2 separate regions of the Sus scrofa genome follow, and region 2 is linked to region 1. A link is a contact called in public Hi-C data. All regions are on one chromosome and are shown on one strand. Each heading gives the region's core, a stretch centred on a gene start, on an enhancer-like site or on the middle of the called end of the contact. The rest is flanking DNA. Distances are from core to core; before and after follow the strand shown. Region 1 has its middle 150 kb from the start of RPL18. Region 2 has its middle 19 kb from the start of FAM46A.

Region 1 (7,058 bases), core at 3,325-5,824:
AAATACAACATGTCCAAAGCCGAAATCTTGGCTTTCCCCTCCATGTCTGCTTTCAGCCTTCTTCATCTTAGGCAATGGCAGTTCTATCTTCCAGCTTCTCAGGTCAAAAACCTTGGAGTCACACTTCATTCCTATTAGATTTATCTCCACAGTGTACTTGGAGTAAGAACACTTTCCACCCCTCCTCTGCTTCCATCCTGGTCTGGTCTTCTCTCTTTCATCTCTTGCCCTAATTACTGTCATAGCTTTTTCACCCAGTTTCCTTGAATCTTCCCTTCACCCCCTTCATCAGCTCAAGTGATAGATTATGTCACCCGTCTGCATGAAACTCTTCAATAACTTCCTATTTCACTCTGAGTAAAAACTGATGTTCGCCAGTGTCCTACAGGTCCCATGTAATGTCTCCTGTCACCTCTCCTCCTTTTTTACCCTACTCCAGCTGCATTGGCATCTTTGGAGTTCCTAGAACATGCAAGATTACACTTGCCCCAGGGCCTTTGCACATGATGAACCTTCTTATTCCTAAAATGCTTGCCCCAGACATCTGAATGGCCACCCCTTACCTCCTCTGGGTCTTGACTCAGATGTTGCTTTTGTAGTGAAGCCGCCCTGATAACACTACTTAAAGTTTCCTGCAACATTCCCAGTCCTGGCTGGATCACTATCTAACAGTATAAATATTTTACTTATTTACCTTGTGCCTCATCTGTTTCAACAGGATAAAGGAGCTATTTAGATTTAGTAGAATGTGAATTCCATGTTCAAAAAACATTTTTGCTTTTTCCAATTATTGCTGCAAAAAATTCTTATTTTTCTAGCCAATTTGTATTCCTAACTAGAAACTTTGGGATTTTCTTTATATCTTTGGTTAGTTGACTTTTTTTTTTAGAGTATGTATCCAGGTTTTTGTCTTAAAATCCCACTGTCCTTTATTTGGCTCTTGGTGGGTCCTTCATATTTGATGACATTTTTGTCTCTAGCTCAGAGAAATTTTCTTCTACCATTTCTCTTCTTTTTTCTCCTTCTTCTACATAGTTCCTGCAATCTCTTTATCAAACACCTTTTGGACATATGCTATTTCTTTAAGTTCTCTTTCACTTTTTCCATTACTTTTAATTTCCTATTTTGGGAGATTGCCTTGGTTTATTTTTCAGCTCACTAACTTCAGCTGTATGTCCTTTACTATGCACTTCTTTCACTGCATTTTTGCAAATATATTTTAAATTACATAAATCTCTTTATTGTTCCCTGATTGCTCTCTTTTTCACAGAAGTTTGATATGATAAAAATAGCATTTTCTCTGAAGATGCTAATTCAGATTTTCAAAAATATCTCTTCTGTTCTATTTATGCCATGGTTAGTTATTTTATAAATTCATCTTAGGCTCTATTTTAATGCTGTTAATTTTCCTTACCTTTCCTGGTAATCCTTTGTGGTTCACTAATATTTGGCATAAGTGGCTGACAGGCATTTCCTCTGAAATTCATTTGATTGCTTTTAATAACACAACACATTTATTTTTATCTAGTTATAAACAAATGCATACCCATTGTAGAAGATATATAAAATATAGGAAAATAAAGGACAGAAAAAATCATAGGTCCATTACCTATAAATAACCACTGTTAATATTTTTGTATATTTTCTTCTAACACACACACATGCAGAGATGCACACACACAGTGCCTACCTCTTGCTAATTAAGACACACTGGCACACTTTGGGAAAGACAAGGTTCCTGATGTCATGAAGATCATTAGTCTAGTAGCAAGGAAATATGGAATTAAAACAATCACATAGATTGGGACAGAATTACAAATTGCTATAATCCAGAAAGAAAAAAGACATGGTTTTATGCTTTCATACACAAAATAACAAAAGAAGAGTTCCCATTGTGTCTCAGTGGAATCGAATCTGACAAGTATCCATGAGGATGTGGGTTCAATCCCTGGCCCTGCTCAGTGAGTTAAGGATCTGGCATTGTCATGAGCTGTGGTGTAAGTCACAGACATGGATCAGATCTGGTGTTGTTATGGCTGTGGTGTAGGCTGGCAGCTGTAGCTCTGATTCAACACCTAGCCTGGAAACTTCCTTATGCAGAGGGTTCAGACCTAAAAAAAAGTTAAAAAAGAAAGAGAGAGAGAGAGAGAGAGAGAGAGAGAGAGAGAGAGAGAGAGAGAGAGAGAAAGAAAGAAAGAAAGAAAGAAAGAAAGAAAGAAAGAAAGAAGAAAGAAAAAACTGAACTGAACTTGGATGACAGGGTTTCCTTCCTTATCGATTTACGATTATGTTCTGAGTAGGACATAACTAGGTGAAGAGAGGGAGAAGATAATTTGAGACAGAAGAAAAGAAAAAGATGTGTATATATATTTACCCATCTCTGTAGCAGGAGAGAAAAGTCATAGGCTGGAGTGTGAGCATGAAGGAGAGAAGGATCTGGAAAGATAGTTGGGAGTGAGATGGTGTGGAATCTGTAAGCTGCATTTAAGATTTCTGTCTTTAACTTAAAATCAGTTGAAAGACGTGAAGCAAGGGGATTGGCATGATTTGCTTGACGTTTTGAAAGGATTATTCTGACTGCAGTGAGGATAAGCCATCAGAGGAAGCGAGTGGCTGTCAGGACACGAGTTAGTTTATTACATTCACCCAGGTGAGACATGATGCCTTAAACTTGTGTGGTGACATGGAAGTGGGGAGACACAGTTACAGGGACATGTCAAGGATGCCTTGGATTTCTGACTAACATAACAAATTGATGGGCGTGCTCTACCCCCACAGGTAAGACTGTCCAGGGGACCAGGTCTGCAGGGAGTTTTGAGTTCTGTCTTGCATATGTTAGATTTGCAGACCCTTTGAGACCATCAGGTGAAGATAGTTGATTACTTATGTTTAAGTCTCACAGCCTGAGCTGGATGTGTGATATACATTAGAAACTCACAGTCCTGGAGATGGGAAGTGAAGCCTGGGGAATCGCTTAATGTATGGATCATCTTCCCAAAAAGATGGCATCAGCTTATAATGCATCATTGTGCAAGAGTGCCCGTTTCTTCATGCCTTTCTACTCTGCTTTACTAAATTGTTTGATCTTTTCAAAATGGATAAGTAAAAAATTGTATATGCTTGCTATGTTGGCCTGAATTTTTTTTTTAACTTTTTTTTTAGGGCTGCCCCAATAGCATATGAAGTTCCCAAGCTAGGGGTCAAATCAGAGCTATAGCCGCTGGCCTACACCACAGCCACAGCAACGCCAGATACCATCTGTATTTGCGACCTACAGCACAGCTCATGGCCATGTCGGATCATTTAACCCACTGAGCAAGGCCAGGGATCCAACCCGCATCTTCATGGATGCTAGTTGTGTTTGTTACTGCTGAGCCACGATGGGAATTCCCCGTTGGCCTGAATTTTAAGTGAGGTTGATCATCTGTGTCTACATTTATTAAGCCATTAGTTTTTTTCTATGACTCTATGAAATGTGAAAATATGTTATTCTGGAGAGAAATTTCATGGATTCCATCAGTTCTCAAACTGACCCTCAAATAGTTCAGAACCGTGAATATGGAGTTATCCTGACAAGGAAGTTTAACCTTCCCCACATCAGCCCTGCAAATATTTAATCCCTGCTATCACTGTCCCCTCAAGCCATCTTTCCCACAGGTTACATGTCCTCACTTCATTAACCCTTTTAGTGTCTGTCTTCCCTTTTCTTTTCTTTTCTTTTTATGGCTGCACCTGCAGCACATGGAAGTTCCCAGGCTAGGGGTTGAATTGGAGCTGCAGCTGCTAGACTCTGCCACAGCCACAGCAAAGCAAGATTGGAGTCACATCTGTGACCTACATCAGAGACTGTGGCTACACCAAATCCATAACCCACTGAGCAAGGTCAAGAATCAAACCCAAGTCCTCATGGACGCTATGTCCTGTTCTTAACCTGTTGAACCACAACAGGAACTCATAAACTGAGCCTATGTGCGGCAATGATCATTCTGCCTCGGCTTTGGGATCACCAGTGCAGCCCTTGACACATCTAGCATATTCGACGCTCTTCTTTCTCCTTTTTATGTGCAGAATCTTCCTGCTTCTAATATTTTCCTCTCTAGCAATGTCTTCTTGACACTGCGATGAAAACTCATTCCCTCTAACCTATTAGTTTCTAGATATTCATCTGGCCAAATATTTCTTTCTAATTACAAAAATCAACCTCAGCAAAAGTGTTGGGGATGGGGTCGGGGGCAGGGGGTGGTCTGGGCGAGAAGAAGGTGCACGTCCAGGGCTAGATGCTTCTCTTTGCTGTCCAGGCAGTTTGGTCACTGAAAAGCATTCTTGGGGCTGTCACTAGGGGGAGTGTGTGTCAAATTTTTCACCAGGAAAATGCCAGAAGGGCGGGTTGGAATGCTGGGGCCTAGAAAACACTGAAAACTTAGGAAGGAATTTGTGGGGCTGTATCCTGGCTTTTCCCTGAGTGTGGATCTGGACCCACTGGAAGCACAGCTCTTTGGTGTACGATTCACCTGCAGCCAGGAACTCCAGGGAGAACTGATGGTGGAGGCCAGGGACGGGGAGAGGAGCTGCCTTCTCTCTCTTCTGGGTGGAGGATAGGAAGGGATACACTGTTGCTAGGACTCCTACATATGCTTCCTAAAGCAGGTGTGGCCCCTTTGATCTTGCAGCCGATGTTCAACAAAGGAGATCCTTCACAACATGAGCTCAGGCACCCTGACACCAGAGGGTACCTACTTGGTACACACCACCTTCCTAAAGACAACAGAGGGGAGATAGAAAAGAAAGAAGTGGGGTGGGGAGATATAATCCTTGAACTTATACTTTTTAAATCTTCCTTGGAAATTTGCAATATATTCATTTCCACTCTTGTCTCACTTCATCACTATCTCCTTCTTTAAAGTTTGCACCTTTTTCTGTCTCTGTATCTGTATTTGAAAACAAGCTCAAGTCTGTTTCCCAGTCTAAGAGAGTGCCCCTTCCTCCACCAGATTTCTTGAAAGTGGTCTCATATCCATCATGCTGCATCCATCCAGACCCTCACTAGGCTTTGGGTTCTGCCCACTCCATCACTCCATGGAACTCTTTGGGTCAAGGTCACAAAAGATGGCCTTCATTGGAAACCACAGCTCCTATTCACAACTCCAGCCACAGTCGTGGGGAGGAATTTCTTGTGTTATTCCAGAGATATTTGTGTGTGTGTGTGTGTGTGTATTAATCTATTTCTTAATACCCCCTTTTACATAGATACTAGGCTGGACATACTGTTTTGTACTTTTTTTTTTTGCCTTTTAGGGCCGAACCCACAGCACATGGAAGTTCCCAGTCTAGGGGCCAAATCGGAGCCACAGCTGCTGGCCTACATCACAGTCACAGCAATGGGGGATCTGAGCTGTCTTTGTGAACTACACCACAGCTCGTGGCAACACTGGGTCTTTAACTCACTGAGTGAGGCCAGGGATCGAACCCACAGCTTCATGAATACTAGTCAGATTTGTTTCCACTGCACCACATCGGGAACTCCCTGTACTTTATTTTTTAAATATATACTGCATCTTGGTAACCCTTCTGTATAAGGACATTATTTATTATTTTAAAGTATAAGGTGTCCATCATATCGAGCTAAGCAAGTGTATTTAGCCAGCCTGCTTTTAATGGACATTTATTAGTTTTCAATAGTTTGCTATGACAAACAATGCTGCAAATGAATGAAGTTGTCCATATGTCATTCCATACTGGTGTGAGAATGATTTCAGGAGAGATCCTGAGAATTGGAATTGTTGGATCTAAAGATGGATGTGTTTGTAATTTTAATATATGTTGCTAAATTGTTATTCCTCCTGCCAGAAATATGGGTCAATGTCTGTTTCACTATCCTGCTCAAACATTTTCCTTTTCACTAATTGGGGAGGTGAAAATCAAAAAAAGAACAAAATAATGCCATTTGTTAGCAACATGGATGGAACTAGAGTTTCCCATACTAAGTGAAGTAAGTCAGAAAGAAAAAGACAAATACCATATGAGTTGTTAGCAACATGGATGGAACTAGAGTTTCCCATACTAAGTGAAGTAAGTCAGAAAGAAAAAGACAAATACCATATGATATCACTTATATCTGGAATCTAACATATGGCACAAATGAGCCTATCTACAGAAAAGAAACAAATTCATGGACTTGGAGAACAGACTTGTGGTTGCTGAAGGGGAGGAAGAGCGAATGGGATGGACTGGGAGTTTGGGGTTAATAGATGCAAACTATTGCATTTGGAGTGGATAAGCAATGAGATCCTGCTGTATAGCACAAGGAACTGTATCTAGTCACTTGTGATGGAACACACTGGAGGACAATGTGAGAAAAAGAATATGTGTATATGTGTATATGTGATGGATATGAGACTGGGTCACTTTGTTATACAACAGAAATTGATAGAACATTGTAAGTCAACTATAATAGAAGAATAAAAATGTTAAAAAAGAAAAAAAGCAGTATCTCTGAGTTTTAACTGAGGATCTTGTCTTATGTTTAAGATCCATTTAAGACAGAGTATTTTCTAAAGATGAATCAGATTGTGTAACACATTTGTGATATTTCCAATAGCTCCCATCGACTTTGAGATATGGTTCAAACCCTTGAGATGGCCTTTCCTCTCCTTTGGACCTGCTTTGTCACATCACCTGGTTCCCACGCTCAGCCCTGCAGGCTCATTGAGTGACTTTCTATTCTTGGAGCACTGTACTTGATTTCTCACGCCTCAGTCTGCATTGTCCTCCAGCCCAGGTCGCAGGTGGTGAATAACTGTTGTCTATCAGCCTCTGCTCCTCAGGGAAGTCTTCTGGGCTTTCCGCCCCCAAGTGACCTGCACTTAGATCTATCAGGTCCTTGTGATTTCTCTGTCTCTAGCATTCTTGACAGGATGTTGGCCCTTGATAAATATTTGTTGAGTGGATAAAAGGCCGACAACTAAACAGATTTTTGTAAGCTGGATTTCTAAGCTACCAAATGAAAATTTCTAGATACACTTATCCTTGTTCTCTTGCTCCCTGTGCATTTTCTTCTC
Region 2 (7,058 bases), core at 1,662-4,161, 300 kb after region 1:
CACACTTTCCCCCAGAAGGATGATTTCAAAAGTGGGTAGTGGTACTTACCCCACAATGTAATTCTCCTTCCAACGATTCAATTCTGGCTCTTATACCCAGTGAGGCAGAGTTGTCTTTATCTCAGCTGGGGACTCTGGTGGCACTATTGATGATTGCATGAAATTGAAAGATGGGGACAATTCCTGCTTAAACAGGAGGGCTAAGGATTTTGTTCATTTTTGAAAGTTCAGTTTCTAGAGCAGTGCCCAGTATATTGTAGGTACTCTGTGAATATGAATATAAATAATGGATAGGGATTTACAGTATTAGGAAGTTTTCTTAAAAGCAAAACCTAAATTTTTGTTAAATCACATTGAAGTAACACTTATTTGTGTGCTTCTGCCCAAAATAAGTGTGTTAGAAATGTTTTCTTGCAGATGTTGGAAAAAAAATGTATCCTACAGTGATTCAGAGACTAGGCCCAGATAATCCTCACTTCACACTTCTTAGCCATGTGACTTTTCCTTGTCTTTGTACCTCAGTTCCCTGTTCTATAAAATAAAGGCTAAATACTAGTATCATACTAGTGTTTTTTTTCCTCATCAAATCATCGGAATAAGTTGATATTTAAAACATTTACATCAGTGCCTATTTCATACAAGACACTAGGATGCTAGCTATTAATCTTATCCTAATATTTTAATATCCCTAATATATTTATATTATCTCTAATACAATAATTTAGCACATTGTCTGAAATGTGGTGGTTGTTGAGTGACTAAATGATGTTTATATTTTAGAAAAAAATTAAACTGTTTACTATTTAGAGTCCTTCAGAAGATATTGCAAAAGAGTATAATGACTAAAAATGTCATCACTTGGAAGTTCCCTTCGTGGCTCAGTGGAAACTAATCCCACTACCATCCATGAGGATGTGGGTTCGATCCCTGGCCTCGCCCAGTGGGCTGGGGATCAGCATTGCCATGAGCTGTGGTGTAGGTTGCGGACACGGCTCAGATCCCATGTTGCTGTGGCTGTGGTGTAGGCTGGCAGCTGTAACTCTGATTTGACCCCTAGCCTGGGAACCTCCATATGCTGCAGCTTGGCCCTAAAAAAGCAAAAAAAAAAAAAAACCCAAAAAACAAAAAAAAAAAACCAAAAACAAAACAAAAAAACACATGTTACCACTTGACTGGTCTAGTCATTAACACCCTAAGTGGAACAATTATAAGGATGAATAAGCCTTTGTCATTGACCTCTCTGGAGCTGCAGTGCAAACATATTTGTATAGGAAGGAGGCATTGTTTTCCCCTTTTAAAGTCGGCTGTGTCTACCTTGGCGAAGTTTAGAGGCTCTGAGCATTTGATGTTGGGAATCCAAAGAAAATACAGCTTGAGAGTGAGGTAGAAGAGTGGCTTGCCAAGATGTGTTTGCACCATTTTCCCTTCCACCTATACCTACTCACAAGTATACCACAGAGGTAACTCCATACTTACTTCATAGTATTAAGTATGGCTTTCTCTCATGAGAATAAATCCACATTGGCTAAATGTATGGGTATTTTTCCTAATAGTCAAACCCAACGATTCCTTTTTGGCCCCCTCCTTGATTCTCCAAAGTGTTTCTGGTGTGTTGTCCTTTGTGAAAGTACTATACCCTCGGAAGCTAAAATCCTCCCTCTAACCCCTACCATAATTGTCTCCATGGGCTAAAATCCTCCCTCTAACCCCTACCATAGTTGTCTCCGTGGGCTAAAAATCCTCCCTCTAACCCCTACCATAGTTGTCTCCGTGGGCTGTTCCTCTCTGCTTCTCACTTCCATGTAGTGGCTCATTTTTCTTTGCTTCCCAGTGATCTATATTTAGATCTCTCTTCTTATAAATTTTACCTTCATCCATGTTTTACAGTATCATATATTAACTAGTGAAGTAGGCTAAAGAATGGGCTCCAAGGATATCAAGTTCCAATCCTTGGAATTTATAGATGTTAGCTGGTAGACAGGATTAAGACAACGGTCTTAACATGGAGAGAGTATCCTGGATTATTTTGCATTACGGAGAGGGGACTTCAGTGTTAACATTTGCCTCTTTAAAAGAGAGAGGGAGATGAAGTTTTGATCTAGAAAGCAGAGGAGAAGACAATGTGAGGCAGAGAGTGGAATAATGAGGTTGCAATCCAGGAAACACCGGCAGCCATCAGAAGCTGGAAGAGGCAAGAAACGGATTCTTCCCCAGGGTCTCCAGAGGGAGGGGGCGTGGCCTGCCAGCACCATGACTTGGGTCCCATGATACTGATTCTGGATTTTGGACCTCTGGCCCCCACAACTGTGAGAGAATATACTTCTGTTGTTTTAAAGTCCAAATTGAACAGCAGCCACAGGAAACTAACAATCAGAAAAACTAAAATCTACCTCTGTAGTTAACCTTTTTTCTGAGCACCAGATCGATAAAACCAAAAATTTCTGGACATCATCAGATTTCTCACTTAATGCTCGTGCTAACCATTACGGAATACTTGCAGTGTGCAGCATAAAGCCTTAGAGAAATATGATTTCATGTAATTCTCATTCTAATACTCACTCCAATCTGATGAGGTAAATGCTTTATTATCTTCATGTTAGAATAAGGGACTTAAGACACAAAGAATATAAGTAGCTGGACCAAGGTTGTAAAGATGGTAAGTATTAGAGCTGGATTTGCAGCCCAGTGTGATCTGGCGTCAGAGTCAATCAGTAACAGTGATCTGCTGCTTCAAATTATCTGATTTTGTGGGCTAGGCAGAGCTTGTGACACATCCAAGCAGCAGTGTCTAGACCCCTGAGGACAGATCACTTTAGATAAAAAATCTTGACAGAACCCCCACAGCCTACAAAGGCTTTGTCCAGTTCTTTGCAGTCATAGAAGGGGCAATTTGCTGCTCTTGTTCAAACAGCAAAGTATCTGAGGCTAGAACACTTCCCAAATCTTATGTAGTTTCAGAATTAGACCCTGCGTCATGAGGGTGCTTTGAGCATGAACTGAATTACTGTTGCCTTCTAAAAGCCTCATGTTTATTAACGAACTCTGTTCACAGAGTGCTATGGCTATCCTATTTCTATGGTCACTCGCCCTAGGTTGCTACTGGGCTCTGGGGCAAAACAGAGAAACTGAAACTGAAAGCATCACCCCATAGTATTTATAGTTTGACCTTGTGTGCCAAGTGTGATACATCTGGAGGCCCGGGACCCTGAGGTGTCCAGGAGGCCCCTCTTGGTTCTTCCCTTAGAGTCACTCTTGAAACGTGGACAGTAAGTACGATAGCTCCAGTATCTTTGTCACCTACTAGGTGCCCAGCAGCTACCCTATGCTATCCATTTAATCCTTTCCACATTTCTGCAAAGCAAGTATTATTGCCGTTATAGAGATGAGGAAACTGACGCTTAAGAGAGGTGAACTAATTTGTCCAAGTTCACAGACCTTTTTGGTGGCAGGGTAGAGCTAGGATTTAAAGGATCAGACAAAATTATTAAACTGGATTAAAGCATTTCTTAACATAATCTAAGTTGCTTCAGGTTGCCTTGGGTGGTGCTGGAGGAGGGGTAGGAGGGAAGAAGGTGCTTCCTGTTTCAGGAAGATGTCCCCTCCATTCTCCAGGGAGACAGATATCATGATTTCTGCCTCTGAGATTGCCTCTGCTTGTGCACAGAGGACTTTAGTGATAACACTTGTATTATTGTTTATGACATATGTATAAGTATCCACAGGTTACCAAGTATACCTTAGCATCAAAGAGTTCTTTCCACCAGTGGGGGAGGGTAGGAACCTGCCCTCATCCTCTAAATTCTGTCTTGGGATATAGACTTTGTGCAGAGGTGGATCTCCTAGGAAGCTAAAGACATTTAAATCTTTGGGGATTCTCATTTGTTCAGGCATATGCTTCTGCAACATTTGGAAAAGTGAAACAATTTAACCATATGCTATCTCTCTCTGTTTGGAATTCCTCTCCACCTCCCTTCACACTGGGTGGTGTCAGATGAGTTGAGGACACTTTGGGTATTTGGTGAATGGCGAATTGAACTGGGAATCCTTTTAGAGTGGGTTTGGTGGGATGTATTTATGTGGATTGCCATTGCTTCCAGGTGTAGCTAAGCTGGGTTACCTGACCTCATGCAGGAGCACTTTCAGAAATACTTCCACTGCCCACTCATATGGGGTCATGGAATAAGGACATAGGATTAGAGGTTTCAATGAGATCTGAGCATGCTCTTATAATGCCAGATGTATGTGGCTATACAGGATTAAAAAAGGTTCCAAATTGTTCAGAGCCAAAAGCTTCCTTATGGAAAGTTCTTCACATCATCCTACATGAAAAATTGTAGGCAAATCTCTGGTTCTCATGGATGAATGTGGTTAACTCAAAAGTTCTCTCCTATCAAGGAGATTCATGAGGGAGCAATCAGAGTTTGCAACCAAAAAACAAAACAAAAAAACAAGAAACGTACTAAAAATATACTAATATACCACAGGGGTATATCAGGAAGGTAATAAAAAAACATTATTTTTATGGAGTTTGTGATGTTTGTGGTATTTTCCAGCGTTTTAAGAATATATTTTGTGGAGATTTCTTATTTATTTATTTGTTTATTTGGCTGCCAATGGCATGTGGAAGTTCCCTCCTGGGTCAGGGATTGAACCCCACAGTGGTGACCCAAGCTGCTGCAAGTGCTCTTTTCTTTTTCTAATTAAATAATCACATTTGTATCTACTGCTTATTATCTTGTACTCTTTCTGTGAAAGAGGGCTCCTGCCATTGTGTAAGTTTCAGATCTCACAAATCTGATATCTGCCTCTATCCCTATGGCCCTTAAAAATGAACTAACTAATCAGATCCTTTGCAAATGGTAGTGGCAGAAGAAAGATGGAAGAATCCAGGCCTGTGGGCTGCCAGGGGAGTGGGCTTGGAATGTACCAGGGCCTTGGACTGTCTGGTTCTGGTGTGAACCATCAGGTCCCAGACACTGCCTGGCTCCCAAGCTTCACTAACACTGTCACTTTTTTTCCTGCAAGGCTGGTCTAATGAAGAGGCAGTTGCTGTCACTTTTTGGAATAGGGAAGCCTTCCCCAACTTGCTACCACATCGAATCTCTTCTCTACCTCCTACTAGGCTTCCAAGGTTTGACATACACACAGGCAGGACTTTCAGCACATGCACATGCGCTCCTATGTTCAGAAAGTTTTTCAGTCTTCAAGCAAAAAGTTCAAGCAAAGTTCTTCAGTCTTCAAACTTGCAAGCAATTTCATCGTAATCCAGTATCCCTTAGTGCTGAGGTTTAGGGGATGCTGAGGAAGATGCGGGCACCTCCATTTTTGAGCATCTCCTATGTCTCAGGCCTCATGCTGTGCACTACATCATGTCCACTCTCAGTTTATCCTCCAACAGAAGAGGCTTAGAAGGGCCACTGAACCTTGGCTGAACAAGATTTCATAGAGATTAGGGCACACAAAAAGTTAAATGACAAGTTAGGAGACAAGGGCTTAAAAAAAAATGGGGGGGCATCTCACCATCATGCCTTGGGCCAGCCCTGCTTTCTACTGTTTTTCCCCAACTCTCGTAAAATGCTGATTACTGCTTCTCCTAATTGCACAGGGCAGGGTAAAATACACTCTACATTACTTCAGATATTAAAAAGAAAAATAACCCCTTGGTGATGAAAGGATGTCCATCTAGCATAAGGAACATAATTGGGATTAAAAGCCAAATGACACCTGAATTTTGACAAAAATCAATTCTCGGGGGAGAAAGGGTTTTCAAAACAACTAGAACCAGACAGTTAAACATTAACTTTCAATGGTTTAGAGTGTTTAGGTTTTGCAATGGTGCGGTTTGGAAGCTCTCCAGCAGAAAAACTATTTTCTTTTAAGAGGAGAGCTCTCTGTAATATTTTCTTTGCTGAAATAATGTGATCCTTAGTGACGTCTTATATGACCCAAACTTTAAATGGACTCATTATTTTAGCTGACCTCATTCTTCCTAGGTTTTTACAGGTCAGCAATGAACTATCAACAGCTTCCTGATAATTAATCCTACTTACCCAAAGAACTGTTAGCCTTCTGGTCTTATCTATCTTAAGAGGAAGCTGTTATGTGCACCAGACTTCCTCAGTGAATAATACAAACCAAACTGAAATTTTGCAGAAAGCTCCAAGACTGTGAAGTTTGAGAATGAAAAAACAGATCAAAAATAATGCTGCTGCCTTCTTCAACTCCTTACTTGCTGAAATTCTGTGGTTTGTCTGGCACAGGAATGGCTTTACAGTACAGTCAGCAGCACAGCTTGTTGGGTCAAGAGAGAATTTCTGGGTGGCTTTATCAAAATGTATGGACATTCGGCACATGCAGTTAGTTGCCTGGGTGGTCCAGTTGAGCAGCTGGAGGAAGGCATCTCAAGTAGCAACTAGTAAAGTTCCCAGTGGAAGTTAATTTCCTACCATTAGAGACTCATTCCTTTGACTAGGAAATCTTTAAGAGTCTGTTATTAAAATAGCACTTCAGTTTTTGGTTGTCACCTATCCTACAGCAAGACAAGTGTCTGATAGGAGGAGAGGAGAGAGGCATGTTTTTACAACAGATGCAGAGGATCCCAGTTGATGAAGGAGAAGGGTGAGGAAATAATAAGCTGGTTTCTTTAAAGGGCAGAGGGAGCAGGGAGTTAATGCTGGTTTCATCTAGCAATTTGTAAATGGGTTGTTTGAACATATAGGTCTTAACATGTTCCTAGATAGTGGGTGTGTACATATGTGTATGTAAAATGAAAAGGCTTACTATTAGTTTCAGCCTCTTGTCAGCATAGTATAAAGTTCCTCAGGCAAGGGCATGACTTATAATTAAAGGATTTCTGCATTTGCAAGTTGCCCATGGCATGTACCCTTTCTTTCCAAGGCAAGCTTCTGAATTTCACTGATGATTTACTATAAATCTATTTCTCATCAGGTCCGAGACTATCCCACATAGCAGATTTAATCCAAGATGCTCAAGTAGATATGGAGAGAGGGACCCATTCAGATGACCTTCTCAATGAGGCAAAATGAAACATAAACATG

What was found. Hi-C and Micro-C count contacts between places; a contact is called where the count stands out from the background.
Region 2: a Hi-C map of retroperitoneal adipose tissue shows a contact between it and region 1, with 1.8 times the contacts expected there. The contact joins two enhancer-like sites. A contact is called at or near these places in 9 of 47 Hi-C or Micro-C datasets (epiblast stem cells, fetal heart ventricle, fetal liver and 6 more) and 1 of 2 datasets of contacts at active chromatin or transcription factors (alveolar macrophages).

Annotation. Positions count from the first base shown.
Region 1 is chr1:84,221,442-84,228,499 of Sscrofa11.1, forward strand. No RefSeq gene overlaps it. Among named protein-coding and RNA genes, the nearest start is that of RPL18, 150 kb to the right of the region's middle. Within about 2 kb of position 4,575, at least 6 of the 83 cell types and tissues checked have an H3K27ac peak or open chromatin away from gene starts, as enhancers often do. A contact at or near this core is called in retroperitoneal adipose tissue, where this site is marked.
Region 2 is chr1:84,522,995-84,530,052 of Sscrofa11.1, forward strand. No RefSeq gene overlaps it. Among named protein-coding and RNA genes, the nearest start is that of FAM46A, 19 kb to the right of the region's middle. Within about 2 kb of position 2,912, at least 9 of the 83 cell types and tissues checked have an H3K27ac peak or open chromatin away from gene starts, as enhancers often do. A contact at or near this core is called in retroperitoneal adipose tissue, where this site is marked.